3 separate regions of the Mus musculus genome follow, and all the other regions are linked to region 1. The links are chromatin contacts, called in public ChIA-PET and HiChIP or PLAC-seq maps. All regions are on one chromosome and are shown on one strand. The core of a region is the stretch at or near the end of the contact, and the rest is flanking DNA. Distances in the headings are between cores, read along the strand shown. Region 1 has its middle 45 kb from the start of Rps6ka3. Region 2 has its middle 200 kb from the start of Rps6ka3. Region 3 has its middle 170 kb from the start of Rps6ka3.

The links. ChIA-PET counts read pairs in DNA pulled down with a chosen protein or histone mark. HiChIP or PLAC-seq counts read pairs in DNA pulled down with a chosen protein or histone mark.
Region 2: a contact with region 1 is called in an H3K27ac HiChIP or PLAC-seq map of regulatory T cells, with 5 times the contacts expected there. The contact joins two enhancer-like sites. A contact is called at or near these places in 5 of 39 promoter capture datasets (3T3-L1-derived adipocytes, the C10 cell line, hippocampal neurons and 2 more), 7 of 484 Hi-C or Micro-C datasets (CD4 T cells, CD8 T cells, CD8 central memory T cells and 3 more), 3 of 115 datasets of contacts at active chromatin or transcription factors (embryonic stem cells, memory CD8 T cells and regulatory T cells) and 3 of 9 other capture datasets (adipose tissue, liver and pancreatic islet).
Region 3: an RNA polymerase II ChIA-PET map of memory CD8 T cells shows a contact between it and region 1, with 12 read pairs. The contact joins two enhancer-like sites. A contact is called at or near these places in 1 of 39 promoter capture datasets (pre-B cells), 3 of 484 Hi-C or Micro-C datasets (CD4 T cells and CD8 T cells), 1 of 115 datasets of contacts at active chromatin or transcription factors (memory CD8 T cells) and 1 of 9 other capture datasets (adipose tissue).

What each region holds. Positions count from the first base shown.
Region 1 is chrX:159,209,687-159,212,445 of GRCm38.p6, reverse strand. No RefSeq gene overlaps it. Among named protein-coding and RNA genes, the nearest start is that of Rps6ka3, 45 kb to the left of the region's middle. Within about 2 kb of position 1,350, at least 46 of the 459 cell types and tissues checked have an H3K27ac peak or open chromatin away from gene starts, as enhancers often do. A contact at or near this core is called in CD8 T cells, CD8 central memory T cells, group 2 innate lymphoid cells and 2 more, where this site is marked.
Region 2 is chrX:159,054,900-159,057,658 of GRCm38.p6, reverse strand. No RefSeq gene overlaps it. Among named protein-coding and RNA genes, the nearest start is that of Rps6ka3, 200 kb to the left of the region's middle. Within about 2 kb of position 1,443, at least 19 of the 459 cell types and tissues checked have an H3K27ac peak or open chromatin away from gene starts, as enhancers often do. A contact at or near this core is called in CD8 T cells, CD8 central memory T cells, group 2 innate lymphoid cells and 2 more, where this site is marked.
Region 3 is chrX:159,079,428-159,082,186 of GRCm38.p6, reverse strand. No RefSeq gene overlaps it. Among named protein-coding and RNA genes, the nearest start is that of Rps6ka3, 170 kb to the left of the region's middle. Within about 2 kb of position 1,441, at least 39 of the 459 cell types and tissues checked have an H3K27ac peak or open chromatin away from gene starts, as enhancers often do. A contact at or near this core is called in CD8 T cells and memory CD8 T cells, where this site is marked.

The sequences.
Region 1 (2,759 bases), core at 101-2,600:
TTCACATCCACTTGGAAATCTGCTCTCCTATCTCCTTCCTTTTCCTCCTCCCTGGAAGTCAACATCACCCTGAAATTGGTCTGTATCCTTCCCACATCTGTCTATTTTTAAATCTACAGCATAGCATATAAATTGTCTTCAATATTTTGCTCAGTCTAACAAAGATGACATGTTTTCTTTCCTGTGATAAGTCTCAGTGCATTTTGGTAAGTAAATCAACTTTATCTTTCACACATTTTTCATTTCCTATTTAATACTATTCTTGATTATTTCTTCTGTATGTTAATTAGATTGTTTATATGAGCAATTAATAGAAGATGGGGGATGTTAATGTTTCATTTTAAAATGCAGTTTATGTAGCAAATGAATACCCTCCTGACAGGCTTGGCAGAATGGTTCAGTGGGTAATGGTGCTTGCCACCAAGCTTGGCAACCTAATTTCATTGATTTCACATGGAGAGAGGACCCATTCTACAAAAGTGTCCTTTTACCTTTTCAAGTGTGGTGTGATGTGGAATGTACACACACACTCACACACACACACACACACACACACACACACACACATACACACACACGGAGGGTAATGAAAGAAAAGATCCTTTCTTCTGAGATTGGAATCTTTAAGGGGAAGTTACAAGAAAGTTCTTGGAATCGTGTTGGTGGGAGCTACAGTATTAACAGCCCCCCCCCCCGCCATAGTATAGGGAAGGAAACTTACGCTTTAGACAGTTGTGATGTTGCTAGGTTTTAACAGCTGAAGAATTTCAGGCCAGCACCAAAGTCAGATTGTCTACAGTTCTCTTGATCACACCCTGCAGCTTCCAAGCTACTGGTGGTGATCAAAGATGGAGAAGAAAGAAAAGGAGAGAGGAAAACGTAATGGGGGCAGGGGAGGAATAACTTCATCAAAACAAGGCAGAAATGCAGCATTTTAAGGAAGAGGCTTGCCCTTCATATGAATGATTCTTGGATTTTGGTGTATATTTTTGGTAGCAGTATGCAGTGAGTCACTAACAAAGAGCTTAAGACAGATGAGTTAACATAAATGGACCAAAATAAGCTGTGGTCTCTAGGCTGAGCAGCTGTTGGACAAACCTGCCAATATTTTATTTCCCAGAGACATTTGCAGTGGATTAAAGTGAGCAGGAGGCAAAAGCTTCATTAGAAAAGTCCATACCTTTTAGTTCCCTGTGCCTGAGACATGTCTCTCTAGAGGAAGGGGAAGAAGTTCCTAGCTATTTCCTGGAGTTCTGCTCTGTGGAAGAGGGTAGGCAGCAGGGTATGCTGGTAGAGGAACAACGCAAATAAGCACAGGAAACAGTCTTAGGTTTACCGGCCTGAGTGCGCTACTAGCTGCAGTAACCACAGGACTCCAGTCTTCTTGTGGCTCTGTGTTACATCTTCTCAAGTGGGGGTGGTGAAGCACTGGCTTGAATGACTTCCAAGAACACTTCCGGTTTAAAAAAAAAAAAGGTCCCACTCTGCATTTAGTGACTGCTTCATTTCATCATGTAAAAAAATTTTTTCTTTTGGATTGTTTCTGCACTAGCTCTATTTTTTCAGATCAAGAAACTGAGGCCAATGGGTACTAAGAGATCTTCCTGAGTCATAGTCCCAAACTCAAGCCTGAGGCTGGCTGAGTTACCTGCTTCTTAGCTACCTTTTGCATTGCCCATCCTCCCTTAGCAAGTAATTACAAATGCAATTCCTTCCCGGCCTTTTGTAGTCCTTACAGCTTTCTACCTGTCTGAAACTGCTATGCTTCAATCGTACTGCAGAGGATTTTTCAGTTCCTAATTGAAGTCTCTTGCTTCAACCAAACACCATACTGTCAGTGAATGGTGTTAAAAACCAGTGAATCAAATTCAGGATACATACCTCACGCAAGACAGAAATAGTGTTGAGCAGAGCACAGCAGGGCCATTTGATTCATAGGATCTTCATCAGCTTGAATATTTTGTACCGTCTCTCCACTGGACACTCTGTACACGGCCTTCCTGCTGACGTCAGTGGCAGCAGTGTCTTACTGGGAGACACTGTGTTTGAAGGGCTGTTTCAGTAACCTCCCCTATCCCGATTTAAGATGATATGGCCATGGCGATGGTGGTAGCAGTGGTGGCTCCTTTGTTTCCTTTCATAAATGACGTACTTCCAGTGACGATATCAGATATAGGGAAAACACCCTTCACTTCAACATGAACTGAAGCAAACACATTCTAATGTGGTGGGTGATCTTCATCTAACTTGAGTTTGAGATGGCTTGTCAGATGGGCAACTGATAATCCTGTTTCTAAAGTCTGAAGGGGATATTTATGAGGGAAATTATACTTTGCATAATCCTTTTCATCTCTCCCCCCTCCCTTTCTCTTTTTACAGTACTGGGAACTGAACTCAGGGTACTGTGCATGTTACATACTCTCCACCTTCCCATTGTGTCTACATTGAAATGAGAAACACAAAAAAACCCCCATAAAACAAAAATAAAAACAAAAAACAAAAATACCAAAAAACCCCCAAACCAAACCAAAAAACCTCAAAACATTGCTTTCTGAATAGACACAAGAACCCAAAAATTCTTTGCTGTCTGCATAAGCATGAGAGCCAAAAGAATATCTAATAATGCAAAGTAAAATCATTGCTGCTCATAATACATGCTTACATATTTTGATGTTTTATAATGTAGAAACTTGGAGATTAAAAGAGAAGAGGCCATATACTCCAACTTAAAGCTACTCGTCTAATGTATAATTTATGTA
Region 2 (2,759 bases), core at 194-2,693, 150 kb after region 1:
TATTGCATGAGTTTGGGTTCGTGTACATAAGGCAAGTGCCTATGGAGGTTAAGAAGACAGTATTAGAAACTTTGTAGCTGAGACATATGTGGTTGTAAGCTATGTGATGTGCATGCTGGAGATCAGACCCAGGCCATCTACAAAAGTAGTAGTTAGTGTTCACCACTCACCAGGCCACCTCTCCAGTCCCAACACACTGTTTTTTTAAAAAAAAAATGGATTCAAGTTGTTCCATAATACTGACATGACATAATATAGACTTTCCTGGTAATAGTTGTAGACCTTCTGTTTGTAATTTTTAAAAACAATAAATGGCAATTGTAACCAGTATTCTTATATCTACTTCTGGAGATTTTGTACATGTGCATTTCTATATGATAGATGCCTGAAGATCTAATAGCTGTGTTATAGAGTATGGACATTTATAACTTCAATACATTCAGGCAAGTAACCTCAAAACAAGGGTACCTATTACATACTCTCAATCCCTGACAATGATAGGTATTTAACTGAAGTTTTTAATTCTGCCAGATTAATTAATGGGAGGAAATATCATCTTACCATTCTATTTCTTTCCTGTTATTATTACTTTTTGTTATTTTTCTTTGAACTATCCTCTAATATCACTTGTCAAGTAAAACATGTGTTCTTTATATTTTTACTAAATATTTGTGAGTTCATACATAGTCATCCTTTGTTATTTCTAAGGTGAAATTTCCAGATGTGCAATTGTTGGGTTCAAAGGGTTAAAACATGGAGGAAAGCTTTTGACATTTATTAGATGACTTTCAGGGGGATCTTTTCTAATCCTTCTTGAGATTTTTATAGTTGGTTGAGTGTCATCCTACCTCACTGATGATCTGAGCCTCATTCCTCTGCAGTTAAAAATCCTCTATGTAAAAAAGACCAAACTTTGAATTAGATACTAATATATTAGAAAACACTTGAGGCCCAGTGATGCTTAGTTACTATGCACAAATAATAACTTTTTCTTGAATGGAGAACAGCTAGTAGATGGTCCAGTAACCATAAGAGATAAGGGTATCTTTCATTCAATGACTATGCACTTTCCTTGTTGTCCTGCAGAAGGAGAATTCAGAGTCTGGTTAGTTACTATTTGTTGAGTACCTGTTAGGGTCCAGACATTGTTTTATGCTTTAGACTCTCTAAAGATGAGTCAGTTTCTGAATCTGGTAGGAAAGTTGAGGGCATCTGCCATTCCAGATTCTTGTTTTGGCAGTTTGAATTCTACTTTCTGAGGCTGTGGTATAGCAATTGTATCATTTAATCACTAAGTTTAGCTGGCCGCCTAGCCTGTCAACCCTGGTGCGGTTTTTATGTTCTCCACTTACATCGGGTGCAAAGCAGTTAAAAGATGTTTCTTTGTTAGACGTGGCTGTAAGTGAAAGAGAAAACATTGGTAAAAGTTGAAAAGCAGATAAGTTGTGGTGTGTGGACCTGAACAGGAAATAAGTTGCTCTTAAAAGGAACTATGATTTAGGAGATAGCCAGGAGCTTGCACAAACATTTTTGTCGTTTCAGAGTGTAGAAATCTGCAGAAGTCTCAGATCATACTTCAACAGTCTGCAGCACACAACCGGCATACGCTAGAAACATTTCATGAAACATTGATGAGACAGAGAAACCTGTGGGCAAATGATTTGTGATTAAAAATATAGGGAAAAAAGTATTCTTACCCTAAGTAACTAAAAGGTATACTTGGAGGTGGTTTTTTTCTTGGGCAGACTGGTGGTTTGTTCAGTTGAACTCTTTGAAGTAAATATGGGTACTCTGTACATGCAGAGCACAGAAATACTTCCTATCTACACTGTTAATAATTGGACGGACATACTTAATTTCAGTGTGATGCAACAACATGAGGCTTGAAGTCTGAGGGTTTTTTGTTGTTGTTGTTTTATTTTTGTTATTGTTCATTTTTCTGTGGCCATAGCTCTCTTTCTAATAATCCTTGGAAATGCACTTAACATCGGTGGATTTTCTTCTTTTTTTTTGAATATGTGCACATGTGTATGTTTGTGTTTGCAGATGCTTGTGTATATATGTGAACATATATGTGAAAGTCAAAAGGAAACCTAAAGTGGCATCCCTCAAGTGCTGTCTACCTTATTTTTGAGATACTGTCCCTTACTGGCCTGCAAATCAGCAAGTAAGCTGGACTTTCTGGCTAGAGGCTCTTAAGGATCCTCCTAGCTCTGCCTCCCAGTGCTGGGGTTGTAAGTATACATCACAATGCCTAGAGTTATCTATCTATCTATCTATCTATCTATCTATCTATCTATCTATCTATCTATCTATCTATCTATCTATTACTATTTAAAAAATATTCACTTTCCATCCTGCTCACTGCCCCTCCCAGTCTCCCCCTCACATAATCCTTCCCCCTATATCACTTCCCTTCTTCTCTGAGAGGGTGGGAGTCCCCTGGGTATCCTCTCACCCTGGCACTTCAATCTCTGCAAGGCTAGGCACTTCTCCCACTGAGGCCAGACAAAGCAGCCCAATTAGGGTAATAGGATCCACAGACAGGCAACAGTGCTTGAGATAGCCCCTACTTCAGTTGTTTGGGACCCACATGAAGGTCAAGCTGCACATCTGCTACATTTGTGCAGGGAGGCCTAGGTCCAGCCCGTGTGTGTTATTTGGTTGGTGGCTCAGGTTCTGAGAGACCCAAGAGTCAAGATTAGTTGACTCTGTTGGTCTTCCTGTGGAGTTCCTATCCCCCTCGGGGCCCACAATCC
Region 3 (2,759 bases), core at 192-2,691, 130 kb after region 1:
GTCTCTCTCTCTCTCTCTCTCTCTCTCTCTCTCTCTCTCTCTCTCTCTCTCTCTCTCTCTGATTCACAATGTACAATTTTGCAGACAAGTCCCTGGGAAGCCTTCCATCAAGAAACCTGTTATTTTCATTTACTCGGCATTTCCCCAATGTATTTAACCAGCAGAGCCTTATTTTAAGTAGTACTTATTAAAATCACATGAAGCTAGTTTTCCAAAGGAATCTCTCCAGGCAATACTCAAGTGTTCCAGTCTCACAGACTTTTTGCTTATTATATCAGTTACTTATTTTCATAATAATGATGCCTGAAACAGTCACAAAACCTCCATGGCATACAATAATAAACACGTCATGCTTGAAACAGGTGACTAGGTGTCTCTGTTGCCCTTGACTGAGCTCACTCATATATTAGTCTGACAAGCTCTTCACTAGGATAACTGGACTGAATTGGCTATGGCCTGCTTGTCTTGGCCTCTGGTAGAGTAGCCTTAGCCTATTTCCTTAGTGATGACTGAAATATAAAAATTCAAGTTGATCTATTAGGTAATATTTTAGACCTCTCCTTTGTCTATTCTAACATCTGGATGGCCAAAGCAAGCCATGGGGCTGGATGCCCCAGAACAGGGGATGGGTATGAAGTTACAGGCTAAAGGCTGGCGATACAGGGACAGAGTAAGAATCAAGGACATTCTAGTGTTCAGTCACACCTGCTTAGGACCTCTTAACTCAGATGGCAACTTTTCCATGGAACCTCTTCTGATTTCCTTAGGCTCATTCCTGTTTTCCCTTGTGAGCTCCTCTACTAACATCTATTTCTTCCTGCTTGCTTCGGGAACTCTGAATACTCAGATTGTTCCACGAAATCAACAATTAATTACATGTGGATACTGACCACGCTGTTTTACTTTCATTATGTATCCCACAGCACCTGACACATTGGACTGTGGATTTTACTAAAGACCTACTAAGTAAAGGAAGATGGCTCTAGACCAGTGGTTCTCAGTCTGTGGGTCACAACCCCTTTGGGAACCCTCTATCTCCAAAAATATTTACATTACAATTCATAACAGTAGCAAAATTACAGTTATGAAGTAGCAATGAAAATAACTTGATAGTTTGGAGTCATAACAACATGAGGAACTGTATTCAAGGGTCTCAGCATTAGGAAGGTTGAGAACCACTGCTCTAGACATTTAGAAACCAGGGCTCCAGGGTGAGGTTGGCTCCCAGCTTCGACCTTGAAGGTTTGGTCTTTCTAGTCTTTCTGTTACCTGGGTTTGTACCTTTATAGAGCTCAGGTCTGCTCCAGGGTAGGCGGGATTTCTTGTCACAGATATAGCAGCAAACCCCTTCTTCATAGCCTGAAATCTAGGCTGTCTGTAGTATTCCTTTGTTCTCAAGTTGTCAGCTCTCACAAGGACTCTAACCACTTCCTCTGCACCTCAGGGCATGTGGGAACCTCACCCCTTCCTTTTTGTGGTATCAATCCTCCTAAATTCAGGCCACTCTGCATATTCCTTCCTGTCTCACTTTTGCTTCCTGTCTGTTCAGGCTATAGGGGGTGTGTTGCTGACCCCAAGGCATCACGAAAGAGGCATTTTGGGTGTTCCTCTGAGTCCAGCTCTTGGCTGGAAGCAGTAGGAGAGAGCTGGTCAGAAATAGAGTTATCTCATACATCAACAACCAGCCTCTGACTTTGAATAGGACAGCCACAGGCATAATAGGTCTAAGCAGCATCCGCCTGTGTCAGTGGCACCTATGTTCCCTAGCCCTGTAACCTTGGCAAGTCACTTCTTGGCTGTGCTTCCTCACTGGTGTAAAATAAGGGTCTTGGACATGTGGGTCTTTTGTCTTTAATGATGCTTGTGGTCACTCACATTACTTAGTTGCTTTGAAAAGGAGCTCTGAAGGCATGGGGGGGGGGGAATCACATTCTGAACCACACTAGGAGCTTTAAAAGCCCTAAGAGAACTTTATTGAATATTTCTAGTTCTTTCTTCTTTTATATATACTACAGTTCGAGCCTTGCAAAGGATAATGTCCATCTCTTGCTGTCTGCACCCTCCATATGCCCCTGTGTGGGCAGCATCCTGGTCACCAGGGTGCCCGGGAGACGTGCAGAATCTTGGGCCTAGGCCCACATGTGTTGATCTAAAACCCAAATTTATCAAGACCTCTGGATGAAGCATACAGATAAGTTTAGGGAACACTGGCTATGTGAGATAACCCTGAGAATGCTTGAAGATAAATGAAGCCTAAAATAGAAGTCCCAGTCTACAAGTATTAAGAATCCAGGCCCCAAAGGCCAAGAAACATGGGTCGGAATCTCAACTTGTCGCTTCTAGACTCGTGGTTTTTCAGAAAGGTACCTAACTCTTTCCAAGCTTTAGTTCTCTCATGTGTAAGACACTTAGCATGATGTCTGGCACTCAGGAAGTGCTTGGTAAATGTTAGCACAACAGGACTTAGGGTTAAAAGCACAGAATCTATGACTGGGGTGGCCTGAGTTTATAATCTTGGCTCTTCTACTTAATAGTTGTCTGACCTTCAAGAACTTTTCTGTGTCCCAGCTTCCTTAATTACAATGGGAAAACAAAACAAAACAAAACAAACCAGTAATGCTATGATGTGAATTTCATGGGTTAAGATTTGCAAAGTGTTACTTTGCAGTATGAACACTGGAACATAGTAAGAACTAAGTGTCTGTTAAAAATTATACCATTGTTGTTTTATAGACTTGATGAAAGGAGGAGAGTCAGGC